2 separate regions of the Gossypium arboreum genome follow, and region 2 is linked to region 1. A link is a contact called in public Hi-C data. All regions are on one chromosome and are shown on one strand. The core of a region is the stretch at or near the end of the contact, and the rest is flanking DNA. Distances in the headings are between cores, read along the strand shown. Region 1 holds the start of LOC108464102 (nuclear pore complex protein NUP98A-like). Region 2 holds the start of LOC108461657.

Region 1 (5,750 bases), core at 1,498-3,997:
TTAGAAATCAAATTTTAATCTTGGTGATTTTTTATTTATCCTTTTTTACAAATTTATTTTATAATTAAAATATAAAGAAAAGGGAAAGGTGTTGAAACTTACCCGCTTCCCTTGTACATATCCATCATCGGAGGTTTCTTCTGTCACGAAAACCCTAAAAACTTTTTGGGGTTTCATTCAGGCTTCGAAGAAGGCACATGAGAGGTCATAAAGGGCGTGGGCCGAACCTTTTCTTCCTTTTTTAGGGTTTTCACCCTTGGATCTAAACTTAGGCTAAAAAAAGGGATAAAAATGGTATATTTGGCATTTTTTGGCCACCGGGAGCGGCGAAGCTAGTCGCTGGCGACCGGTGGCTGCTGTGGGACTTGCCGAAATCCTAGGCCAGAGAAAGGAAGAAATTTTGAGATAAAAGGGGAATTCTTTTTTTTTTTTAAAAAAAAAGAGAAGAGAAATGAGATTTTTTTGAAGAAATTTTGGCTTAAATAGCCTAGTGAAACGACGCCGTTTCACTCAGCTCCCAAACGCCCAAAAGGGAGTCGTTTAAAACCAATCCGCGCGCAACCCGACCCGCTCCAAGGGGGATCCGCATGTTTTCAATTTTTAGGCTATTTACGCCCCTAGTCCTTTCGCATTTTTGGGTTGTTTTAATTTAGTCCTATTTTCATTCTTTTTTTAATTTGGCCACTGAACTTTTACACGTTTCAATTTAGTCCTTAGCTCACTGATCTCCTAGAGAAGGGACGCGTGTCTAGGAGAATTGGGTTATTTGCCCATTTAGTCCCTGTTTGTTTTCGCGCCTTGCTAATTAGTCCTTTAATCTATCTTATTGATTTAATTTGGGTTACATTTAAGTCCATTATTATTTTCGTTTATTTATTTATTTTATTTTATTTAGCTTTTTATTTGTTCTTTATTTTTGGTTTTATTTTATTTTTCATTTGGTACCCATTTATCTATTCCGTTATTATTATTATTATTATTATTATTATTATTATTATTATTATTATTATTATTATCTATTGCATTTATTTATTTGTTCACTTGTCATTATTATATTTTAAAAATGATTTTGTCTTGTTTGGTGCCTATTTTATTTTTGTTATCATTGAAACTATTTGTTGTTTATTTTATTTTATCTTTCTTTAATTGATTGTATTGGTACTAAAGTGATATTATGTGATTATTGCCATTATATGTACTAGGAATTATTTATGAGCATTTTCATATTGTTGTTATTCATTGGTACAATATTTTATTCATATACCATTTTTAAATATTGCATTAATTTTCACCCAAATTCAAAAAAAACTTTTAAAAATAGGCAACATTTCGTATTTTAGAGATTCGAGAAATTGTATCTTAACTTATAGGGTTTCGATTTTCTCGTTAAACCTAAATAGCCAAATATCCTTTTACAATTAAAATACGTGAAATTTAAATAAAAAATTTTAAAGGCAAGCTTATTCTTGAGGGTTCAAAATGCAGTGTCCTAACTTACGGGATGCGACATTTGTTATCTCAAGACGAGAGGGTCTTTGACATTCGTTTCAATTTATTCAACCATTTTTTTAAATTAACATTAATAAAAACATGAATCGTATTGTAAATTCTTTCAAGTTTTCAAATTTTTGACATTAAGACATTAATTAATAAATTCCTTCCACGCAAGTAACCGACTCCATTTTCTTGAATTTCGTAGACCAAAATCGTTGTTTTAATAAATCAAAATATACCTTATTAAAAAAAAGAATGGTGGCGACTCTCATTTTCATTTTTAAAATAAAAAGTCGATCTTTTCAAAAAGTAATTTCGACAATGAATATTAAATTGTTAGCCTTAAAATATAGTTTAAAAAACACATATTAATAAAATTTATCAAATTAAATTTATATTTTTCAAATATAATAAGAGTTAATTACAAATTAAAGTAGAGCAAAAATAAATACAAAATTATAATTTTAGCAATTTTAAAATTAAAATAAATTAATTTATCCATGTATATAAAATGAATAACTTGTAAGAAATTATTAATAATATTATTTAAATCATGATGAATTTTTATATTTTTAATATTTAAATATTTTAAAATTAAATAACTGATTCTAAATTAAACCTTATTTGATAGATCATTGAAAAAATTAAATCAATTGAAATTTAATATTTTATGCATGTATAATAATTCAAAATAAAACCTAAAAGAATTTTTATATAAAAAGTGTGACAAATAATAAGTAAATAAGAGCTATTTAAAATTTAATGGAGAATATTTTCAATTAATTCTATTTTATTTTATTTATTTTAATATTATATTATTATGTAAAAATTTGCTTTAAAATTTGATTTTTGTTTAGAACAAAGTGAAATGTTTAAAATTAAGGCTAAAATTTAAAATTTTATTTTTATAATTTAAAAATATATTTATCAAATAATTTAATTATATTTCATAATTAATTTTAAGTAATATTTTAAAATATTTTATAATTTAAATTAAGTATTTAAATTTTAATACTTAATTTTTAATTTATCAAATAATACTTTAAATTTTTAAACAAAAACTAACATTCTAAAAATTATAAATTTAATATTAGATATTATATCACACGAGTTTGTGTATAGAAATTACAGATATATAAATATACAAATTAATAGAAATATATAATTGATAGAAGTAATAAAATGTATATAATTAAAATATATATATATATATATATATATATGTCAAAATAGAGTTTTAGTTGGATGAAAATTAAAATTTTTGGTTTTTACTAATTTAGACACTAAATAATGTCTTTTTCCGGTTACACAAACTAACAAAGCTACGTGGATCTCCCGATCCTACAAAGCTTTTCTCCTTGCTCCCGGTATGATTTCCGCTTGGTTTGGTTGTTTTGGCCATCGTGGGTCTTCTTCTCTCCCTTCTTCTTTCACACCCTTTCTTTTCTGATTCTCCCACGCAATAAACAAACCTCTGGATTCAGATCCGTCCTAAAAGGTTCCCCCTCTCCCAAACCCTAATTTATCATCTTTTCTCACTCGCACTTCCACTGCATAAACTGCTTCATAATACATGCTGATTCTTTCTTTTTTTGGTCATCTTTAATAACAGGTTTCACAATTGGAAAGTACATATAATTGCTATTGAACACCTTTTTTTTTTCCCGGTATATCTTCTTTCCCTCTTTGACTATTTATTTTTATATATATGTGCCTGTGTATTTAGTTTTAAGTAAATGAATTGGAGGGATAAAATTAAATGAAACGGTTGAAACGCCTTTTCAATCGTTACTGAATGATGGATTCTTTTGATCGAAGAAACGGATCCCGAGTTTGGTTCGGGGTATCACGTTTGCGCATTTGATTTATTTTTCGCAATATTAATTCATGTTTTAGTATGGATTTAGTTGAATATATTTATTCATTACTGGTTCTAGTTTCCATGTTTGTTTAAATCAGCTTTCTGCTTCGTTTTCTTTTCTCAGTTTGAGATCAAGGACCTGTGGAGTAAATAACTACGTAGACGAAGATGTTTGGTACAACTAATCGTGAGACTTTCTCTTACCTTTCACTCTTTCCCGTTGAAATCATATTCTGAATTTACATGTTGAGCTGTTGTTTCGATGAATGCATAATTTCTTCCGTTCCTTTTTAAAAGTAGCCATTGTGAAATTCAGGAGTTTGATTGGTTTTCAGATTGAAGATTAGCTTAATTATGCAAGAAGCATTTACATGTTGCATCCGTGATATGCACAGATCATTGTTATCTTCTAATTCTTCTTCCTTCATTGGTGCCTTTTTATTTATTTATTTATAAAATACTACTGCACTTCATCACACCAAAAGTGTTTACCAGTATGTTGTTGGTGTTCTGTTCCTTGGTAACTGTTACCGGTCAATATTCATTCTCTGTTATTTGCTATATATATGTATATATATATACCTTTAACCTGCTTTACACTTCATCATTTTTTAGAATAAATTTGTTATTACTTATGAATCTTTTTAAACAATTAAGTTAACTGTCAGAAACTCTTTTCAACAGCTTTTGGGCAATCATCAAGTAGCCCATTTGCATCCCAATCTGTTTTTGGGCAGACCAGTGCAAGTAGCAATCCATTTGCACCTAAACCTTCCTTCAGTAGTCCAAACCCTTTTGGTTCCCAAACAGGGGGTTCGGTATTTGGAGGTACTTCTACTGGAGTGTTTGGTGCGGCCCAATCTTCTTCTCCCTTCTCCTCAACAACTGCCTTTGGTGCCTCTTCATCTCCAGCTTTTGGTTCATCTACTCCCACTTTTGGCAGTTCATCATCATCTTTTGGTGGTAAGAGTCTGTATGTCTTTTTCTTTTCTATTATTATGATTAAGTTATCCTTCATTCGGTTCATTGCATATTGGTTCTGTTGATATATTGATAATATGATTGTCATACATAAAAATTCTAAAATTCAACTGATATCTTCAAGGAAGAGTCACTATTAATCTACTTTGTTAGGGTTGTTTAGTTACCTGTATGAATTCTCTTCTGACTTTAGAGTAATGTGTAGATCATTCATATTTTGTGATGCTTTAATGGTAGCATTCCAATACCAAATATGTGTAGGTCATGGCATTATTATACAAATAAATGCATTCATATGTGTATCAATATTACAATTAATTGCACTTTTATTTCATGGAGATAGAAAAATTTAGTGTTTATTAGTAAGAGACTTTCTAAAAAACATAGCACATTTTCAATTAGGCCTTAAATGTGATCATGAGGGGCACTTCTATTTCCTTGTATGTTAATTTATGGTAATCAGCTTTTAATTATATGTGTCGACTTTTTAATCATTAGCTCTTGGGTAACTTGGTGTCTTTTGACTTTGTTTCGGATAGGGTCTTCTGTTTTTGGTCAGAAGCCTGCATTTGGCTTTGGGTCAAGTCCCACCCAATCAAATCCTTTTGGAAGCACAAATCAGCAATCACAACCTGCATTTGGTAGTGGTATATTTGGTTCCTCCACACCGTTTGGTTCAACTCAGTCAGCGTTTGGTTCTAGTCCTGCCTTTGGTTCCACTAGTAGCCCGGCTTTTGGTGCGACAAGCACCCCTGCGTTTGGCGCCTCAAGCACTCCAGGTTTCGGTGCCACAAGCACCCCTGCGTTTGGTGCCTCAAGTACCCCCGCATTTGGTGCCACGAGCACCCCTGCATTTGGTTCAACTGGAAGTCCGGCATTTGGGAGCACTGGAACTGCATTTGGTGTGTCTAATGCCCCAGTTTTTGGAACTGGAGGTACATTTGGGGCATCAAGCTCACCTGCGTTTGGCACTTCCGCAACTCCTGCTTTTGGAGCTTCAAGTTCTGCTTTTGGGGGTTCAAGCACTCCTGCTTTTGGAGCATCTTCTACTCCATCGTTCAGCTTTGGGTCTAGCCCAGCTTTTGGCCAATCAACGCCAGCATTTGGTAGTAGTCCATTTGGAACAACCTCATTTGGAGCCCAGAGTTCTCCTTTCGGTGTGTAATTAGTCTTCATGATCCACCAAAAACTGAAATTATTTGTATGGTTTAGGCAAAATATATAGTTTGATAGGCCTTCCATGTTGTTAGTGCAAGTTGATTCTTGCACGTGCATGTGCACATAAAATTGAATTTGATTTCTCATGCAGGAAGTCAATCTTCTGCCCCAGCATTTGGAAGCACTAGTCTCGGCCAGTCTCCTTTTGGAGGTCAACGTGGGGGAAGTAGAGTAGCTCCTTACACACCTACAACTG
Region 2 (5,322 bases), core at 2,534-5,033, 200 kb before region 1:
AATGGTCAATAACAAAAACTGTTAACGAATGGGCTTAATTGATTATCTTAGTTAACGGCAAATGATTAATTGAGTTTGAATTTAATACATAAACTTAATTGATTTTTTTTACATTTTCTTATGGACTTTTTGAGATATAAGCAAAAAAAAAAACTTGTTTTCCATTAACCGCTAATCAATTTCAATTGAGGAATCTATTTTTCAAGAAACAAATATAAAAAATATTTTCTTTTAAGCCATTGCCTAAATTTTTGAAACATCAATATCATATCAATCAAATCTTTTTGTTAACTCAAATCTAACCCGTCCAAAAGCTCACACATTTAAAATTCTATTCACATTTTTAAATATGCTTATTTGAGTTAATGCCTGTTGACAAAAGAATCTGATTATTTAGAACTATTTAGAACGTCAAAAAATTGAGACCAATTTAAAACATGGCCTATAATTTGAAGACATATGGCGTAATTAACCCAATATATATATATTAGAAATGATTATTTATATATCCAAACAGCTGAATTGAGCCTTCATATTGCTTTGGAGAGACGATAAGACTTGAAGGGAAAGGTCCTTAATTAATTTCATTATATTACTCTATTATAAAAATTCCACAACCAAGTTGACTGACTATACATTCTCAAAACATTCAAGGAGAATTGATTATACTGTATCATGGTGTGCAAATTTGAGCAGTAACAAACATTGGGTTGCCCTCCCAGAACAGTACACTGAACATGATATACCAAACAGTAAGATTTCAGTCATTGGCTTGTAGATCATACTTTTACTATATACAGATTTACCTACAGAGTGGTATGGTACCCAAGTGTTGCATTTGTTTCTACCCTTTGCAATGCTCTCCTGGTACTCCACTCATGGTAGAATTCCACTGCAAGTCGAAGGGCAGTTCCGAGTCCTATGACAACGATAACAACTGTACCATATCTCCTTGAGTTACAACATCGTGAAGCATAAAATCTACTGTTTTAAGAATGTGATCACTATAAACAGGTATACATACCAATTATCAGGTTGACTGGCAGTGCGGAGACACCGAGCGTAAGGGATATTAACATATCCAATAGTAGACCACCAATAAGGATTGAGAGTGCCAGCCACAGTGGACTAAAACAGCCCTGTCATAAAGAGTGATTTGATGCAAAATTAACACGAAAAGTTAGTATTTTCATGAAAATAATACCCCAGTAGACTGGCTGCAGTTACGCTCTTACCCTTTCACGGTTAAGGGCTACAAGGCGTGGATTAATCCTCCAAACCCAGTAATTCCTCTGCACCATGAAGAACATTTGAGAATCAATATAGACAAGATGATGAGATGCTATAGATAAACGAAAAAGAAAAAAAAAAATACTAGAAAGCTGCAACACCAGTTTCCAAGTTTGCTTCACACCAAAATCAATATCATCAATTACAAATGCTTTTAAAGTGCTAGAACACCTAATCAGGGGGTCTAACGTGCCTTTCATCTATATCTTTCTAAAATTTGTATACGGCAAGCATAATAGTAGGCAAATAACAACACACACTCAATTGTCAACTTTGTTTTAGTGTTCAGCTTTAAATTTGGGCATATATAAAACTCATTGCTAGCCCTTTCACTTAAGCATAGAATACCTACACTGCGCTCTGGCTGTGGAGCTGTCACATTTACAGCTACTACTCTGCATGACAACAATAAGAGAATCACGATGTCTGTTAAAAATAAGGTAATTTAATGTAGGGAATCAAATTTTGAATAATTTACTGGCATATCTCGCATTTGTTGGACCCTTTCGTATGAAACCAAGTGACAATGCAAGACTGATGTGCTTTTGCAAGACCACCTTTGCATTGGCACCCAAGATCTATAAGACCTTCTTCCTTCTCCTGTTGACAAACTCTGAAGAGTAATATAGATAATAATGAGTAAAAGTATGTGATAACTATAAATTTTCAACAATATTTAATCTTCGAAAAACAAATTGTAGGCCGAAAAGGTCAACATGCTAACGGATGGTTTTTTTAAGATCGTTGACCTTGCCACTATATATAAAATGACCTCAACTAAGATTTTCTCAACCCTCTAATCCTAGACCTTTATGCTCTACACGCTTCTTTGTGGGTACAATGGAGTAGATTCATTTATGAACTAACTAATCTAGGAAAACAAATGCCTATAAAATCATTGAACAAAAGCGTATTCACTCCATCAAGGGGAAACATAATTTCAAATGATAAATTTGACAAATCCAAACTCTTTCCATATACTCAGTGATCATTGACTTGCATAAAAAACCATCCAATCTGCAGAAAAGTTTGCTTTGCAATGAGTGTGATGAATTTAACAAACCCGAACTCTTTTTAATATGATTCCAACATGCTTTGATTATACCAGTACAAGAATTGAAATGAGAAGTCATTAGAACCTTTAACATCACCACACTTGAATCAGATACTAAAATTACAAAAGGAAATCCCTTGTTCCAACATAGCCTAAGACAGTAGTATATCGCACTAGATGCTTTTGATGTGATGCCGCAACAGAAGTTAGGAGCCAAACATTGCACATCCTATTATTACATAATGAGTTTAGAAAGCATAAACAGGGCAACAAGACTCATGCCAAGTGAAATTCTTAGGACAATAAACTTGGTAAGATAGAAAAACTCAGCTATGATCCATTTTCTTATGAGGATTCATGCTATCCAGAAGCCATTAAATATCGAAAACATAAAATACAAGAAGCACGCACATAAATAGGTAGTTAACACAGAAGAAGTATAATGTACCTGCACTGCTCATGAGCACTAGTGGTCCTCGAAAAATACCCCATTTTCGGAGAAGCCGCATGAGGCAAATCCTCTTTAGTGGACTCGGCATCTTTTGATAATATAGCTATCGGCTGCTGAGTCAAGTGAGACTCGACCTTCGTTACCACATTCGTAGCTGATGTAGGATTGGCCTCACAAGCAGAATCCCCAACTGAGCCTGGTTGTATTTCCTCCTGAGGCAATGGGATGTTTCCATGCATCTCAAGGTCGGGTTCGTGTAAATTTCTAGAGAGATCACCAGCCCTGCTGCTAGTCTCATTCGAACCTCCATTCTGCATCTGATTGTTATTTACAGCGTTTACAACACCAACTTTTGGTTCTAAAATATTTAAATCAGGGAATTCCCCTAACACCCTCATTCTTGATTCCAAATATGAAAGAAACACTCTTCGACACTGCCAGTGAATCAAAAATTGAAAACCACAGAGATGATTTTAACAAAATAAATCATAAAATTGTCAAGCCCTAATCCCCCCCCCCTCCAATCAATATTGTGCTTGAAACAGAATACAACAGGCACTTCTCATTTCTATGACTCCAAACTAACAATAAAATAAAAGCAAACCATTAGTGATACCCATTAAACAAGGCAAAAAAACTTAACTTCAGCCCTAAAATTAGCTCAGACCCACTGAAATTTTGGTAAACACTAACCAAAAAGAAAAGTATATGTACCTGAAGAATGATTATTCCTAAGCATTCACTTGCAGAGTTAATTGGCAGTTAAGAGATGAAGAAGCAACAGCGACGATTAAGAAGATAGAAGAAAGTGGGAGAAAGGAGGACATATACATGAAAATTGGTAACTTTATATGGAACTACTAATGAATTTGACTTAACAACAGACGAAGAATCTTTTGTGTTTTTTTCCAGACAATAAGAATCTTTTGTTTAATCACGCAATACAGCTGAGTAAAGCATGTTTAAAGGTTGGAATTTTACTTTTTTTCTTTTAACCGTAACGCAATCACCTGTAAAATACACGTCCTTATCGGAATGCCCACCTACCTACTACAGGGTTAATTTTAACGGTAAACTACAACGTTACTCATTTTAAATAATAATTATTTCTATTTTGGTCATTTAAAAATTAAATTAATTAAATTCATCACTTTATCGTTAAACAATAATGAAAAATTAATGATGTATTTGTTCTAAAAAATTTTGGAGTGATCAAAATAGGTATTATCCTTAGAAATTATCTTTAGGAATTACCTTTATTTAAATTGATTAACGTGTAATTTACTCTAATTTTAGAGTGAGTATCGTGAAACCGCAATGTTAATCTTCTATTATCATTTAATGGGATAGTGACTAATTTGATCAATTTCTATTTTGAGTGATCAAATTAATAAAAGAAGTTGAGTGACTAAAATATAAATGACTCATATTTAGAGTGACTAACATGATAGTGCATCTTAACTTTAAATAAAAATAATTATATTTTGTTATTATTTATTAGAAACTCTATCATACACGAATGGATGTGCGTGTGAAAATCATGTATTTAGATGAAATATATGTGTTTAAAAATAACATACTATATTTATCAAAAAAATAATATACTTTAAATAACAAAATATATGGTTTGAAGACCATTTTACTAAGAAAAGTCCATTTCTTACTTTATTTACGGAAATAGGCTATTTTTTATTTATCGGAATGGACCGAAAATACTAAAACGCATCTACGTAGGAGCGTTTTAAAGGGAAATTCCAGCAAAATGCGTCCTTGAGGAAGCGTTTTTATCATGTCAGCAAAAAACACGCTGACGTGGATATGCTTTGCTAACATGGCAAAAGCGCTCCATCAGGAACGCATTTTAATCCGTGTTTTTGACCCCCCCAACCGTCATTTAAAATTTTGACTATTGGGGTCCAACATAAAAAAAAAAAAAGTCACACAAATATTTCTTCAAAAATTCTCAAAAAAGCTCTCAAATTTCTCCCTAAATCTATCAAAGCTTTCTTTATTTATTTTTTCTAAAATTAGTATTATTTTTTTATAATTTCTTAAATATTTGATCATGTTAGCAATGACCAATGAATTAATTCGTCTTGATTGTAAACATATCTCCGTCGAACAAACAAAAATGGTAAGAGTTAATTTTAATTTTTTTATTTTTTTAATTTTTTTCATTTATGTAATTTTAATTAATTTTTATTTTATAATTTTTATAACAGTCTGTAGATCTGATGTTATAATGTTATATTCGAATATGTTTGGTTCTCCATCACCATTGATAGAAAATTACTTGAGGGAAGCGGGTTTTTGGCAGTGGCCAATATAGGCCGGGGGTGCAAGTTGGACCCGAAACTCATCAACGCGTTCATAGAAAGGTGGAGACAAGATGCACACGTTTCATCTTCCCTGTGGGGAGTGTACCAGCACTTTGGAGGACGTGCAGTTACAATTGAGATTACCAGTGGATTGGTCCATACTCACTAGGTCCACTCAATCTGCTAATTGGGGAGCCATATGCTACGAA

What was found. A called contact is a pair of places that touch in the nucleus more often than the background predicts.
Region 2: a Hi-C map of leaf shows a contact between it and region 1, with 4 times the contacts expected there. The contact joins the promoter of LOC108461657 here to the promoter of LOC108464102 in region 1. A contact is called at or near these places in 2 of 5 Hi-C or Micro-C datasets (both in leaf).

The regions. Positions count from the first base shown.
Region 1 is chr1:27,917,770-27,923,519 of ASM2569848v2, reverse strand. LOC108464102 (nuclear pore complex protein NUP98A-like) reads left to right here and starts at 2,747. Exons shown (of 14, transcript XM_053028039.1): 1 at 2,747-2,992; 2 at 3,107-3,161; 3 at 3,480-3,542; 4 at 4,040-4,318; 5 at 4,876-5,493; 6 at 5,646-5,750. The coding sequence starts at 3,524.
Region 2 is chr1:28,119,221-28,124,542 of ASM2569848v2, reverse strand. It overlaps LOC108461657, which reads right to left and starts at 3,783. Exons shown (of 8, transcript XM_017761559.2): 1 at 3,510-3,783; 2 at 2,793-3,229; 3 at 1,769-1,903; 4 at 1,643-1,685; 5 at 1,236-1,292; 6 at 1,025-1,139; 7 at 807-937; 8 at 575-731. The coding sequence starts at 3,193. The coding sequence ends at 807.